Linked DNA regions of Danio rerio: region 1 is linked to region 2. A link is a contact called in public HiChIP or PLAC-seq data. All regions are on one chromosome and are shown on one strand. The core of a region is the stretch at or near the end of the contact, and the rest is flanking DNA. Distances in the headings are between cores, read along the strand shown.

What was found. HiChIP or PLAC-seq counts read pairs in DNA pulled down with a chosen protein or histone mark.
Region 1: a contact with region 2 is called in an H3K4me3 HiChIP or PLAC-seq map of embryo, with 4 times the contacts expected there. The contact joins the promoter of LOC797711 here to the promoter of htt in region 2. A contact is called at or near these places in 1 of 18 Hi-C or Micro-C datasets (caudal fin) and 1 of 4 datasets of contacts at active chromatin or transcription factors (embryo).

Annotation. Positions count from the first base shown.
Region 1 is chr1:44,850,555-44,858,123 of GRCz12tu, forward strand. It overlaps LOC797711, which reads left to right and starts at 5,189. Exons shown (of 6, transcript XM_073953222.1): 1 at 5,189-5,823; 2 at 5,950-6,003; 3 at 6,073-6,116. It overlaps mogs (mannosyl-oligosaccharide glucosidase), which reads left to right. Exons shown (of 4, transcript NM_001080190.1): 4 at 244-2,327. The coding sequence ends at 2,002.
Region 2 is chr1:44,461,542-44,468,646 of GRCz12tu, forward strand. htt (huntingtin) reads right to left here and starts at 2,813. Exons shown (of 67, transcript NM_131018.1): 1 at 2,716-2,813. The coding sequence starts at 2,813.

The DNA.
Region 1 (7,569 bases), core at 3,939-6,438, 390 kb after region 2:
AATAAAAAAGACTGAATATTTGCAACATTTGTTTACAGAGCAGTGAAACAATGAGTAATTTATAATGAAATTTTATTGGAGCTCAAATTAATTTTTAAATCTATTTGAAATATTGTACAGCTCTTTAAGAACAAAATTATACTTGAATTGTATGCAGAGCAGACGAGTGAGGGAAAATTAAATACTAAAACATCTTATTTCAAATTACTCTATTGTTTTACTTTATTTCTTATATCTTTTCAGATATAATTTCTTGCAAACAAGAAGCCCTGGTCTTGATAAGCTGACAGATATAGTGAAGAACAGCCTGAATCACAAGTTCATTTTCAGTCCTCCCAAAGGTGAAAAAAGGTCTTATTTTGCTGTGGATACTTACAAAGTAACTAACCACCAGAATCAACAGAACGATCCCAAGATGGAGAGTGATTTTGTCGTGCATCAGGTGACTGTTCAAACACCTTTTCAGATTGAAGTCTTGTTTGAATCCGGAAGTTTCCGTGAACGACCGAATCAGCTTGTGGGCTCTGTGCTCACGGATGAACTGGAGAAGCGTAAGGTGGCATTTGATGAGAAGTTTGAGGCTACGTTTGGTCTTCAAGCTAAAGGATTCACATCTTCACATATCAAATTTGCCAAGGCAGCTTTAAGCAACATGCTTGGTGGCATGGGATATTTTTTCGGACCATCGGTGGTGCAGTCGGTTTACAATGAACACCCCGTGCTTTACCCTGAGGGGCCGCTGTTCACAGCAGTACCATCGCGATCTTTCTTTCCAAGAGGCTTTCTTTGGGATGAAGGATTTCATCAGCTTCTCCTAAGCAAATGGGACACCCAGTTAACACAGGAGGTCTTTGCACACTGGCTCGATCTGATCAACATAGAAGGCTGGATCCCACGGGAGCAAATCTTGGATGATGAAGCACGCAGCAAAGTACCATCTGAGTTTATAGTGCAGCACAATGAAAACGCAAACCCTCCCACGCTCTTCCTGGCCCTACAGGAGCTGCTGGAGCAGCTTGATGCAGAGTTAGTGTCCTCTCAGACCATGCTTCCTTTCTTGAGAAAGTTGTACCCTAGATTGCAGGTTTGGTTCGAGTGGTTTAACACCACACAAGTTGGACCTGTTCCCAACTCCTACCGTTGGCGAGGAAGGGACAAAGACACCAATCTTTTCCTAAATCCCAAGACGCTGACCTCTGGCTTGGATGACTACCCACGGGCTTCCCACCCATCTGCTGATGAAAGGCACGTGGACTTGTATTGCTGGATGACCTTAGCCTCTGGTGTCATGGCAAATGTTGCACGAATACTTGGAGAGCCCCACCAAGTATATGAAAACACCCATCGTAGTCTGAGCAATAACGACCTGTTGAACGAGCTGCACTGGTCCGAGAATCTACACGCATTTAGTGATTACGGAAATCATACCCAAGCAGTCTCACTTCAGCAGGAGAAAGTGTTTGTGCCACCTGGACAACCACGGCACCAGTTCCCAGTTGCTCGATTGGTTCGTTCTGTCCGCAGAGCCCCTAAGCTGCAGTATGTGAATGCATTAGGCTACGTTAGCCTATTTCCATTCTTGCTACATATTTTGACACCAGACTCGCCAAAAATTGAGCATATATTGCAAGCCATTAAAGATCCAGAGCGCCTTTGGACACCATATGGCCTCCGCTCACTGTCCCGCGCAGATCCACTCTACATGAAGAGGAACACAGAACATGACGCCCCCTACTGGCGTGGACCCATCTGGATCAACATCAACTACCTGGCTGTTAGAGCACTGCATCACTATGGCAGCATAGAAGGGCCATACAAGGAAAAGGCAGCTACCTTATACCAAGAGCTCAGGACTAACCTCATGAATAATGTTTACAAGCAGTATCTGGAAACAGGATACATTTGGGAACAGTACAATGATAGCACTGGAAGGGGGCAGGGAAGTCACCCTTTTACTGGCTGGTCGGCTTTGACTGTACTTATTATGGCTGAGAAGTATTAAAAATCAGTAGCAAGCCAGAATCGAGTGGTAAATCAAGATGCTCAACTGGTGCCATATGTTTGTTACAACAAAGTGTAATTCATTCTTAAGTGATTTAGATAATTGGTGTAATTTTTTTATTTGCTTGTTTAATGTAATAATCTGGAAGCCTGTTAAATTATGTCAATTTTACATCTGGTTTAATGTGATTATATCCTCAGGTTTGAAGCGCTGAAGGCTTTTTCTGGCTCAGACAATACAATGTCATCTGTGTGAACCAGTAGACAACAGTGCACTTATTTTGGTCCATTGCTGTTTGGCTTCATTAAAGAAAATAAATCCAAAAGTTCTTATTTCTTTAGTTTAATTAAATATTTTATTTAAATATTGAAATAATATATTCATAGATTTTCTCATATCTTGCTCTTTATGATTTTTTTTAAACCGTTGTGTTTTTCTGATTGATAAGATTTGCTTTATTTTATTGTGTGTAATTCATGTGTTATGTGTGCTGTTAATTAAATAGAAAAGATGCAAGTAAAGATACGAAAGCGGTCACTGGAATGTTATCTTTTCAAAAAGTATACTTTTGTACTTTTTTAGGTAAAATAGATGCACCCCAGTGATAGCTTTTGTATGCTTTAATTTCTAAGCTTGTATACAGTCGCTGACAAAAGTCTTGTCGCTTATCTATTTTGTACAAACGCCTGCTATTAATCTGACTTTTAATCAACCAAATGTTAGAAGTTAGAAATCGCTCATATGAAAAGCTAAACCTCTCTCAAATGATGTTTGATGCACTGAAATAAATTAGTTTCACTGAAAAAAGATGTATCATTTAATCAAGAAAGAAAGGTCAAATTTTAGTAAGACAAAAGTTTTGTCACCTTTACAGAAATTGAACATATTTACTGCAAAAAATATATAACAGTGCATTAGGTTGTGGTGCTGTGAGATCCAAATTTAATATTTTGAATGACTTCCATAAGCTTTTAGGACTGCATACATGCGGTTTGGCAAGAATTCATACAATTTATTGATAGAGTCATTAGGAATAGCACAGAAAGCAGTCTTGCATGCCTCCCAGAGTTCATCAGTATTCTTTGGTTTCCTCTTCCATGTATTCTCTTTCATCCTTAATGATGTTCATGTCTGGTGACTGGGCTGGCCAATCCTGGAGCATCTTGATCTTTTTCGCCTTGAGGAACTTTGATGTGGAGATGGAAGTATGCGATGGAGCACCATCCTGCTGCAGAATTTGCCCTCTTTTATGGTTGAGAATATAAGAGGTAGCTAAGATTTCCTGGTATTTTAGACTATTGATGTTGACTTGCAACCTGCAGATCCCTCGCACACCCTCATACTGGATGTAACTCTAGACCTTGTTTTACGTACTTTTTTTAGGTGAATCTTATATCCATGCAGACTCTAGGACAGTGGTGTCCAAACTCGGTCCTGGAGGGCAAGTGTCCTGCATATTTTAGTTCCAACCCCAATTAAACACACCTAACCCAGCTAATCAAGCTCTTTCTAGGTATACTAGAGTCCCAGGTAGGTGTGTTGGAGGAAGTTGGAGCTAAACTATGCAGGACACCGGCCCTCCAGGACCGAGTTTAGACACCCCTGCTCTAGTAGGTCTCCTTCAATATTTGCGGCAACCGGTGTAATTCAACAAAAGATTCATCTGAAAAAAAAAAAAAATCTTCCGCCTTGGCAAATGCCACACGTATTTTCTTTTTTTTTTTTTTTTTTTTTTTTTTTTTTTTTTTTTTTTTTATTAGAATATGCAAAAATCATACAAATACAAGAAAACGTCAACAAATAACAAATACAAAGCAACGAAACAAAAACAAAACAAAAACAACAACAATATAGTCATGTACTGGTATGTGCGTGAGTGTGTGTGTGTGAGTGTGTGTATGCATGTAAAGGTAACTTGGTGGACAGGTCAGAGTACATACATAAGGAACAATAACAGTCAATAAATGAAGCAAGTGTCACAGATATAGATAAAACATATAGAAAGAAACCAGTCAGAGGTAGGGAGTAACAACAATGCTTATTAATGTATGATAGTAAAAATTAGAGTAAAAAGAAAGAAAGGACAACAGTAATAACTGACAACAATAATAATAAATCACAAGTGCTACACAAACTACTACTACAAAAAGTTACTTATATTACAACTACTACTGCTTCTACTACAGCCACAACCACGACTACTACTACTACAATGTCTACTAATACTGATACTACTACAACGACTACCACTACTGATACTACTATAGCGTTTGCTACAACTAATACAACGTCTACTACTACTACTACTACTACTACTACTACTACTACTACTACTATTACCACTACTACTACTACTACTACAATCACTTCTACTACATCTACATCAACAACATCTACTACTGATATTACTACACCAACAACGACTACTACTACTACTGTAACTACCACACCATTACTACTTCTGCTACTACTTACATGAACTACTACTTCAAAAATCTCCGTAACAATTACTCAATAACAATCGATACTATTACACTGTCTACTACTTCAACTACAACTACTACTACTACTACTACTACAACAACTGCAACCTTAATAATGATAATGGTATAAATACTTGTAATAATGATAATGGAAAGATAACAGGACAAGTCAGAACAGTAATAATAATAATAATAATGATTTCAAAAAATAAAAGTAATACCATTTATGACAAAGGTGTCGAGGAGAGGGGAGGATGGGAAAAAGGATGGGAAAATCAGGGAGAGGACAAGTAATAATAATAATAATAATAATAATAACAAATAATAATAGTAGTAAGTAGTAAGTTTGAAGGGGAGATAGAGGAAAAGAGAAAATAAACTAATGATAATAAACAAAAATTAATAAAATACTTATAATAAAAATAAATAAATAAAATAGAATAAAAAATAAAAACAGAAAAGGAAGGGGAGGAGTAGAAGAAAAAAGAAACAATAAGAGAGAAGAAAAATAAAGTTCAGCAAACAAAGCAACAAGAATAAGCCAAAAAAAAAAAATAAAAAAAAAAAAAATGCCACACGTATTTTCAATTGTCTTTTGTTTAGTGCTGGCTTCTGGCCACTGATTCAGCCATGGAGGCCATTTTGAAACCGATTTCGACAAACTGTTTGTTTACACAAGGACTCCAGGTGACCAGGTCCCGTGGAGCTCTGCTGCTGTGGAAAATGGGCTGGCCTTGGATTTTCGAGCCAACAAACGGTTCTCTCGAGCAGTTTTCTTGCGGGGTCTGCCTGACCTGGGCAAGTCAAAAACGTCTCCAGTCTTCAAATCCTTTTTGTTATCCTCTGTACTTGACGCTGAAACATGTTGAAGGTGTCTGCCTTTTGATAACCAACCCTTTTGTCTCTAGGTGAATCGTAGGCTTGTTTGCAGAGGTCTAGTGTATTGGGGTATTTTTTATACACACCTAAGACCTAATTTATTCATTATTAGTTACAGGTGAAGTTCTAATGACAAGGCGGCAACACATGGTTTTGCAAAAACTCACTCAATGGACTTTACCACGCTCAGAATATTGGAATACTTTTTGACAGTTTCACTTTGTACTGAAACATTATTACAAAAGCTGTTGGGATTAAAACGAGCCATTTCTTGTAAAGTCAGTTTGAACACAAGCAACAAGACTTTTGTCAGAGATTGTACAAAGTTCAAAACCATTTAGGCTGCTTTCAGTGTGAATATTGCTTGTCTGTGTGTGGCAGGAAGTGATGTTTGTATTCTCTGCATGTTATGCTTTGTTCTTTTTCAGGCAGACAGTCACAGACAGTATTGAACATAAGGCAAGTGTATAGGACATGGAGTCAACAATTCACAAATGAAACCAGATCCAGTATACATTAGACAAATTAAGTGAAGTATTTTACAACTACATAAAGAGTGAATTAATAATTAGGTCTGTTTTACAGAGTTCCAATGGTGCCATGTTCAACAGGAGATTCTAATGAAACTCATATTCAAATGTAAGTGAATTCACTAGTTTATTTAAAGGGTCTTTTAAACTTTGTAATTCATGTTTTTTATTCATGTAGGCAATGGAGCAACAGTTTTTTCAGGCCTGTAACAGGAAAGCTAGGTAAGCTTGTAGATTAATTATGATTGTTTAAGTGTGTTGTTGATGATTAGAAGGTAGGTTCAAAAGTTTGCTCACACACTCCTGGTTGAGTCTCTTGATGAGTCAGTCTCTCTTTGGTATTTTGTTTTTTCAAACTTCAGCATATTTTCACAACCATGTGACAACGTGAGCAGTCTGACGAATGATCAGAGGAGATAAGCACACATCTTCCTCTACATTTTCATTCCCCTTCAGCATCGTAGCATGTGTGCCCTCATAGCTATTGCCATTTGAAATGCATCTTCCAGCCTTTGTAGTTTTTGGTTGTTCAGTGTGACTAAAACACTCACAGCGCAATCCCCCTCCCTCTCCCCAGACGCACGGCACAATGGGATAATAGCCAAAACAGCATTAGCGAGATCTAACGCACAGGCATAAATAGATGAGTCAGAGTTCCTCCATTTGCGCATTGATGAGATCCTGAGCCTCTGTTTGCATCCATTGGTAAGAGTAGTTGGGGCATATTTACGTGAGTCACACTTTCTTTTGCCCCGTAATGGGACACTTACTGAATTAAATTCTCAAATCTTCCTGTTTTATGGAGTCTGAAGGATTCATTTGCTGATTATATCAGCCAATGGATCAGAATAGAGCTGTTCATTCACACTTCAAGCTCAAAAGAATCAATATTATAGAGTGGAGATTGTAATGATGACACTAGACTGCTAGGGGGAGCCATTTAATCACACTGTGGATCAGAAATACATATTTTGTGACACTTGGTCTAACTAATTTACCTTCATTCTATCTTTCAGTCATTTCAATATCATTAGCCGAACAGACTGATGTTGTCGTCAGCATTGCTCTCTTGATTTTGTGTGAAATGTTGTGAGGATGGCTCATAGTGCCGAGGGTAAACTCTTGTGTTTGTTATCCCTGAAAGCGCTCTTTTTCTGTGTCATAAACACTTGTTACCTCAATGAATCTGGTGGTGATGTAATCACAGCTACAGTGACGTTCAGTGGTGAATATCTCCCACCACCACAGGCTAATATGCGTCCCATGGGAGCTTGAGATGCTGATCAACAAGCGCTTGTATGCCAAACGTTCACCCTTTAGCAGTGCAACCATCATCATCCTCATCTCTCCATTTAAACTCTTTCTATCCCAATTTATACCCCTCCCCTAGCCTTCGATGTTTGCTCAATCGACAGCATAACATCTACACATCACTCGATTCTAGGGTCGCAGCCCCAGTGCCACCCCGAAACCCAACCTCCCTCGACCAGCGCTGGTCTGTGTGGAGATTATGTAAGCTTGCCTCCATAAATAGTGGCGCCCGGGATCTTTTGTCTTTACCTGCTCGCTCTTAGCCCAACAGTTTTATTTCTGGAGAGCTTGTGGAAGCAGTGCCATGCAGAGCGCCTGTTACCATAGTTACTTATGTTAGCGAGAAGAGAGCGAGAGAGAGAGA
Region 2 (7,105 bases), core at 1,563-4,062:
ATATATATATATATATATATATATATATATATATATATATATATATATATATAAATTTTTTTTTTTTTTTTTTTTACTTTGTGATGTACTGTGATAAGAATACAATTTCACCAGATGACGTAATATCTATATTTGGAAAGGATTTATCATGTTAGATTGATTGGGATGATTCTGCTTTGAGAGTGCATCTCCATAAAATCTAATAGACAATACATTTTCATTGTGGTCTGAGCTATTTGCAATGTTTTTCTGTATTTGCATGTACGTGTTTTGTCAGAAATTGATGAATTTGTGTTTACTATTTGCATCTTCATAAAATCTAATAAACAATCTATAGACTTTTGGGGTCCCCCAACACATTTTCACTGTGGGCTGTGCTATTAGCGGTACAATTGTGTATTTGCATATGTTGTTATTTTCATGCATAACAATATATAAATACAATTTTTAAAAAGATAGAACAAAAATAAAGTGTTTTATCGTTTCCTTGAGTCTAATAGTATTTAAGTACAGTAACTGAATGATAAAAACAAAAATAACTCAATAAAATAAATCATTGTTAAAGTCACAAATGGTACAATTTTTATGCCTGAATGTTTTTAAAATCATTAATCACGTGCAAACGATCAATTATATCATAAACTCAACATTACATATATCATGCGATGTGACTATTGGTAATGATCACATTGCAATACCGATGCTGAAACGATATATTGTGCAGCCCTAGCTAGGATTATCTATATTAATAATATATGTACTGTAGGATTATCCAATATAATATTTCCATAATTCATTCATTCATTTACAATATATAAAATTATCAAATAGACTACAACAGGGTATATACAGGAGTCAAAGGGTAAAATTTAATACTTTTAAGACTTTTTTTAGAATCTTTCTATTAAGACCTCATCGCCACTTTAGTTCTGAACAGGTAACATTGGTGACATTTTAAAAATATATTTACTAAATAATGATTGAAAGAAACTAATCCTAAACTAGAACATTATTCATATACTTTATTAAAATGTTAATCCAGTCAGTTTCGCCTATAGAACAGCAGAAATAATGGTGCTGCCTTGGTTACTGCACTAAGCAAAGCAGTGTGACATCCAACTTAGTAGGGTTTAATCAATTTCACAAACTACACAGCATCCCAAACTTTCAAACAACGTCTAATACTTTTTGAGACCCATTTTAGTTACAATAATTAAACATGATTTGAAATACACAAAGCAGAATAATAAATGCAAGCAAAGCGACGAAAACTTTCATGTTTAAAATAACTTTTGTGCAAATGTCCAAATTACATTGTCATTCAGAATCACACAGACAGACACACACACACACACACACACACACACACACACACACACACACACACACACACACACACAGGTAAGAATACATACACTACTATCACTTTAAGCTGTATAGAAGTGTCTTGAAAAATATCTAGTCAAATATTATTTACTGTCATCATGACAAAGATAAAATAAATCAGTTATTAGAAACGAGTTATTAAAACGATTATGTTTAGAGATGTGTTCAAAAAATCTTCTCTCTGTTAAACAGAAATTGGGGAAAAAATAAACGGGGGCTAATAATTCAGGGGGGTTAATAATTCATCAAAAATACAGTGAAAATTGTGAAATGTTACTGCACTATGAAATAACTGTTCAAAAGTAGTGTATCATTTAATTTAATAGTTTATTTCTGTGATATTAAAGATGAATTTTCAGCTTCATTACTCCAATAGTCCCATAATCAATCAGAAATCACTCTAATATTAATTATTATTGTAAAAAGCAATAATTACTGGAGTGATAACTTCATTTAATAAACTTCAAGTAATAAATAAATATTTAAATAAGTGTTTACATTTTTTTTTTACATTTGATGATGAACAGAATAATTTTATTAAAAAAAATAAAAACATAAAAAGAACCCCAAAGTCTATATGTAAAAAACCGGTAATGTACATATAGACGTACATGTATAATAGTGGTTCAAATATCTGTCCTTAACACAGTGCATGACCAAAATATAAATATACATTATATTTTTGGGAATGCTCTGCGAACCTTAAATATTATACTTTAATATGGCATCAAAGTAAACATGCCAAAGCAGATATTTATGAGATGTTTATGAGTAAAGGGAAGGCACAATGACACATCTTACATTTTCAATATTTGGATACTAAAGACTATTTTTGAGTGTGTGTTTGAGCTGTACGTCATATATGACAGTATTGTTTATCTAATGATGTTTAGTGACAGACGAAGACAAGCAGTTGTGGGAAGTCAGAATAAAAATTCAGAAGATGGCAGCATTCAAACACAAATAAACAGATTCATTCAGTGTAATTGTTTTACACCACAACACTCTTGGACATCAGAAGTCCTGAAGCCAGTTCTTGAGGAGTGCGCAGTGTCTGATCTCAGCACTGACGCAGAATCTAACAAGGCTCTGTGACACATCTATGGTGTTGAGCATCATGTGATTAAAAACCCAAGACAACAACAACAATAGTCAGCCTTATGAAAAGACAACACTGCACTTATGCATGTTGTGATAATAACATTAGCATGGCCACGGTGTCAAGTGATGTCAGCGCCCTAATTATGAAGATGATGATCATGATGATGAAGCAGAGGGCTATTACTGCAACAAAGCGTTAAACAGCATTAACATCAGTTCAGCACTCACTGTTTCTGGACGAGCTCCTCGGCCGACAGCGGGCCTTGCTGCTGCTGGAATGATTTTAGCGACTCAAACGCTTTCATTAGCTTCTCCATGGTGGCCATTTTAACAGAAGCTGTGATGAAGATATAATCTGATCGGAGATAGGGTAATATTTACAAACTGAAAACGACAGCCAGTGTCACAGACTGGTAACGAGCGCTGTGCAGAATGCCGAAGGGAAACTGACGGTGTCGTCGAGACGGACACCCCCTCACGGAGGACAAAAGCCCTTCAAGTCCGGTCTAATTTCCGCACACCATCCGATTAGGACCATTGTTCAAACAATATGCTCTGAAGGTAGTTGATAGCACGTCCAGTTCCGAAAGCCATCTTAAAGCTGGGTTAGGAGAGCAACTGTTCTGCTGTATTTCCGGGTTAATAAAACTCCTGTCAAAATTGAAGTCCTCTAATTCATAATAAAATCAATGGCGAATGTCTGCATCTACAGCTTGCTTAGCTTGATTGTGATGCAAGTCTTCCGCCAGACCGACTGATAATGTTCTTGATCAATTACTAAACTTTTTTTTGTGTTTGTTTTGATAATTTAAAATTTGATGTAATATTTCTGACGAAACGAACATGTGTTATTGTTGTGTATACAAATATATTGGCAAATATACCCTATTGTACGTGTAAAAAGGACAGCTAGTTTCTGGAAAATTAATACACTTTATACATTTACTGTAATTGTGAAGACATCTAAACAAGCAAAACAAACAAATTAAATAAAACTATAGGTTGCTTTAACACAGATTATATTGTTTTTAAATCACACAAAATACATATTCTAATAATATTAAATTAATGGCTGGTAATTATAAATGTTATGTCAGATTTAAATATGTGCAACCATGTGGATCAGGGGTGCCCAAACTGGTTCATATGAAGGGCCAAAAACCAAATATCATTGAGAGCTGTGGGCCAAAGGTAAATACCCAACTATATTACATTAAAGTTGGCATGGGTAATTTCCTAACTTATTTCACTTTATTTTAAAATAAATAAAACAATTCTTTAAATTCTATTAATTATTATATTATAATTTTTATTATTTTATTAGTAGTATTATTATTAATTATTATCTTAATTGTATTGATGCAGTTATAACTTTTTTAATGATAACTTATTGTAATAACAAACAAACAATCGCATTTATAACACAGTGGAGTTCAAAAATAACTTTTAAAAATAAGACAAACAAACAAACAAAGGGTTGCATTAAATTTGAATGGACAATCTCAAAAGCATCCCATCATGTTTCCTCTATTCTCAGATGGGATGGTAGGTCAAATCAAAGATTACCATGGGCCAACTTTGGCCCGCGAGCATCTCGAGTATTGATCAACATGAAATGTACTGTCACATACTTTAAAAAGTGCATCTTTTATAACCTGATTATTGAACTTTCTACACTGTAAAATAACGCTGTAATATATTACTTTTTAAAGAATGTTCATATATCATCTAAAAACTTGACATTGTGAATGTCTTTAGAATTTTCAGAAATCAAATTTTTACAACTATATTAGAGAACATTACAGAAAATGGAAGCAAAAAAGCAATTAATTAATTAATTGAAATTAGATCAATTCATTTGTCTGCTAATTCATATTTCTCAGCCACAAGCAATGGTAAGGCGATTCAAATAAAATAAACATTTAATATTCATATTCACAAATGTTATAATGTTTAAATTCTTCACACTGAATGTAATTCCAATTTTTTAGGCTTGGCTGCTCAGGCCTAATCTCCACACAAACTTCAGATCCATCCACACTATAAGGCTTGCTTGTTATCCAGTACCTGAAAAAAAACAATTTCAAATTGGATAAATATATACTGCATATACACTGTAAATAAACATTTTTTTTTTAACTTTGGAGAAATATTTGCTCTTTCAAAAACAAAACATAGTATTTTTTTTCTCACTCTAGGATCGGTTCAGTGTTATCCACCCATTTCCACACTCCCTCAGTGGCATTCCCAGTGAGGCCAATCCATACATGACTCATTTGAAGATTAGTCACAAATTCCTGTAGCAACCCACATGTGATAGTGGGTGAAGAGAAATAAATGCCATAATCCTAAATTTGGATTCAATTTTTAATTTTTTTATTTGAATCTCGGTAATAAGCCGATTTGTTTAATAAAGATTATTGTTATTTTGCAGCCACACTCACCTGCTCATCTGGACTGTTTATGATCTCCAATCTCAGCACAGCTGTGTCTGCTCACATTCCATGACAGCATCACAGCAGAGGCACAATAAAGATGCGAGGAAAAGTTGCTCCATCCTGCCATACATCCTTAGAAGAGTACATGTGTTACATTCAATTGTTGAGCCACTAGCTTGTTATCACAACAGAATAAAAAAGACAAATATAATAATAAAAATCAAGACATTATCAATCAATTAAAAACAAACTCATTATTTGCCATTTTCTTTTCAGTTGTGTTTCCTCAAAAATAAAAAGAGTCTATAAATACGAAATACATGTCATAATTTTTAAATGTATGCCTTATAAATTGTGCCATGAATTGAGAACTGCAAGAAAAAAAAAGGAATTGAAAGACAAAAACCCCTATGGGGAGAATGGGCTTACAAAGAGCTGTAATTTGTTTGTATACATTACATAATGTTAAAATAAATAAATGAATAAATAAATAAATAAATAAATAAATAAATAAATAAATAAAATATATAAAAGTCATCATGCAACCAGAACTGACATTTTAGTTCCTTAGAACAAAAAAAATAATAAATCCTGAATTTTTAATGGTATTTGTTACTTTTATCATGTGTTCTGCTCTCGATCTTTAATTTAAAAAATCTTCATTTTCACCGATATCTAATGGTGGCCAGACTAACTGCCCCTCACTTGTTTTCAGCCAATAGAAAACAACAACAACAACAACATCATCTAATGATCCAATCAATTCGTGAAGGACAAAATCAAAGACCACCCGACATTTGTTTTTGTTCATTTGGTTTCATTTGGATAGAGTTGCTGTCAAAATGATTAGCTCTCCTGTGATTTTTTTCTTTTTCAAATATTTCCAAATGATGTTTTTACAGAGCAAGGAAAGTTTCACAGTATTTTCTATAATATTTTTTTCTTCTGGAGACATTTCTTATTTGTCTTAAATTATAAGTCTTATTTGTTTAAATTTGGCTAGAATAAAAGCATTTTTTAATAAAAAAAAAATATAAAAAACATTTTAGGGTCAATATTAAACCCCTTAAGCAATATTTTTTAACTGTCCTCATAACAAGTCATCTTTATACAATGACTTGCCTAACTACTCTAATTTGTTTAATTAATAACCAAGTTAAGCCTTTAAATTGCACTTTAAGCTCAATAGTATCTTGAAAAAATCTAGTAAAATATTATGTACTGTCATTATGACAAAGATTATAGAAATCAGTTATTAAAATGAATTATTAAAACTATTGTGTTTAGAAATGTGTTAAAAAATTAAAACATTTGGGAAAAAAATATACAGGGGCTAATTATTCAGGAGAGCTAATAATTCTTACTTCAACTGTTTGTATGTTAATAAATGGAAGAATAAACTATTTTAACTTACGCCCAACTTAAAAAAAAAAAAAAAAACATTTTTCAAAGAAGAAAAACAATGCCTAACAAAACAAAACAAACATGCTCAATGAATACAGTACCTACCAAATGGAAGAAGTTTTTCTAAAGTCTGTGATTTTTGGATTTGGACTGGTTCGCTAGCCAGAAGTTGATCTCTCTCTATAGTGAGATTGTAGTAACGTCTGTTCAGGTAGTCCTGATCATCAATACAGCGCTCATAGTTGGTCTTCAACTGGACAGTGTCTCTTCTGTGCTCGAACATTACAACTATGAGACCACTTAACAGGATGCCAAACAGAAATGCCAAGAGCACAATCATCACTTTGTAAAGTTTTGGTGAGCCTAAATGGAAAAAAAGGCAAACATTACAACACCAATAAAGCAATATGATATTTGATATTTAATCAGTCCCTCCAGAATTGTGAGAGTCCAGTGGCTGATGAGATAATAAAAAAAATCTAAATTGACAGATTTTTCTTTATTTTCACAGCAAAACACAAGTACAGTATTGAACCAAATAATGCTGTAAAATCTTTAAGAAAATCCATCACAAAACTCTTTTAGGCTACAAAATATAAAAAAGTCTCTGCAAAATCCTGGAGAGACTGTTAAGTACTGCTTAATTAATGTGTTGTAGCTTACCTGGTTCCTGGGAGTCAGTTTGGTTGATCTGAGATTTTGTAATCCCGCCGGTTAATTCTTGATTGTATGTGGTCACAGATGTGTGACTACAGTTGACCTTCGCTCCGTTCATT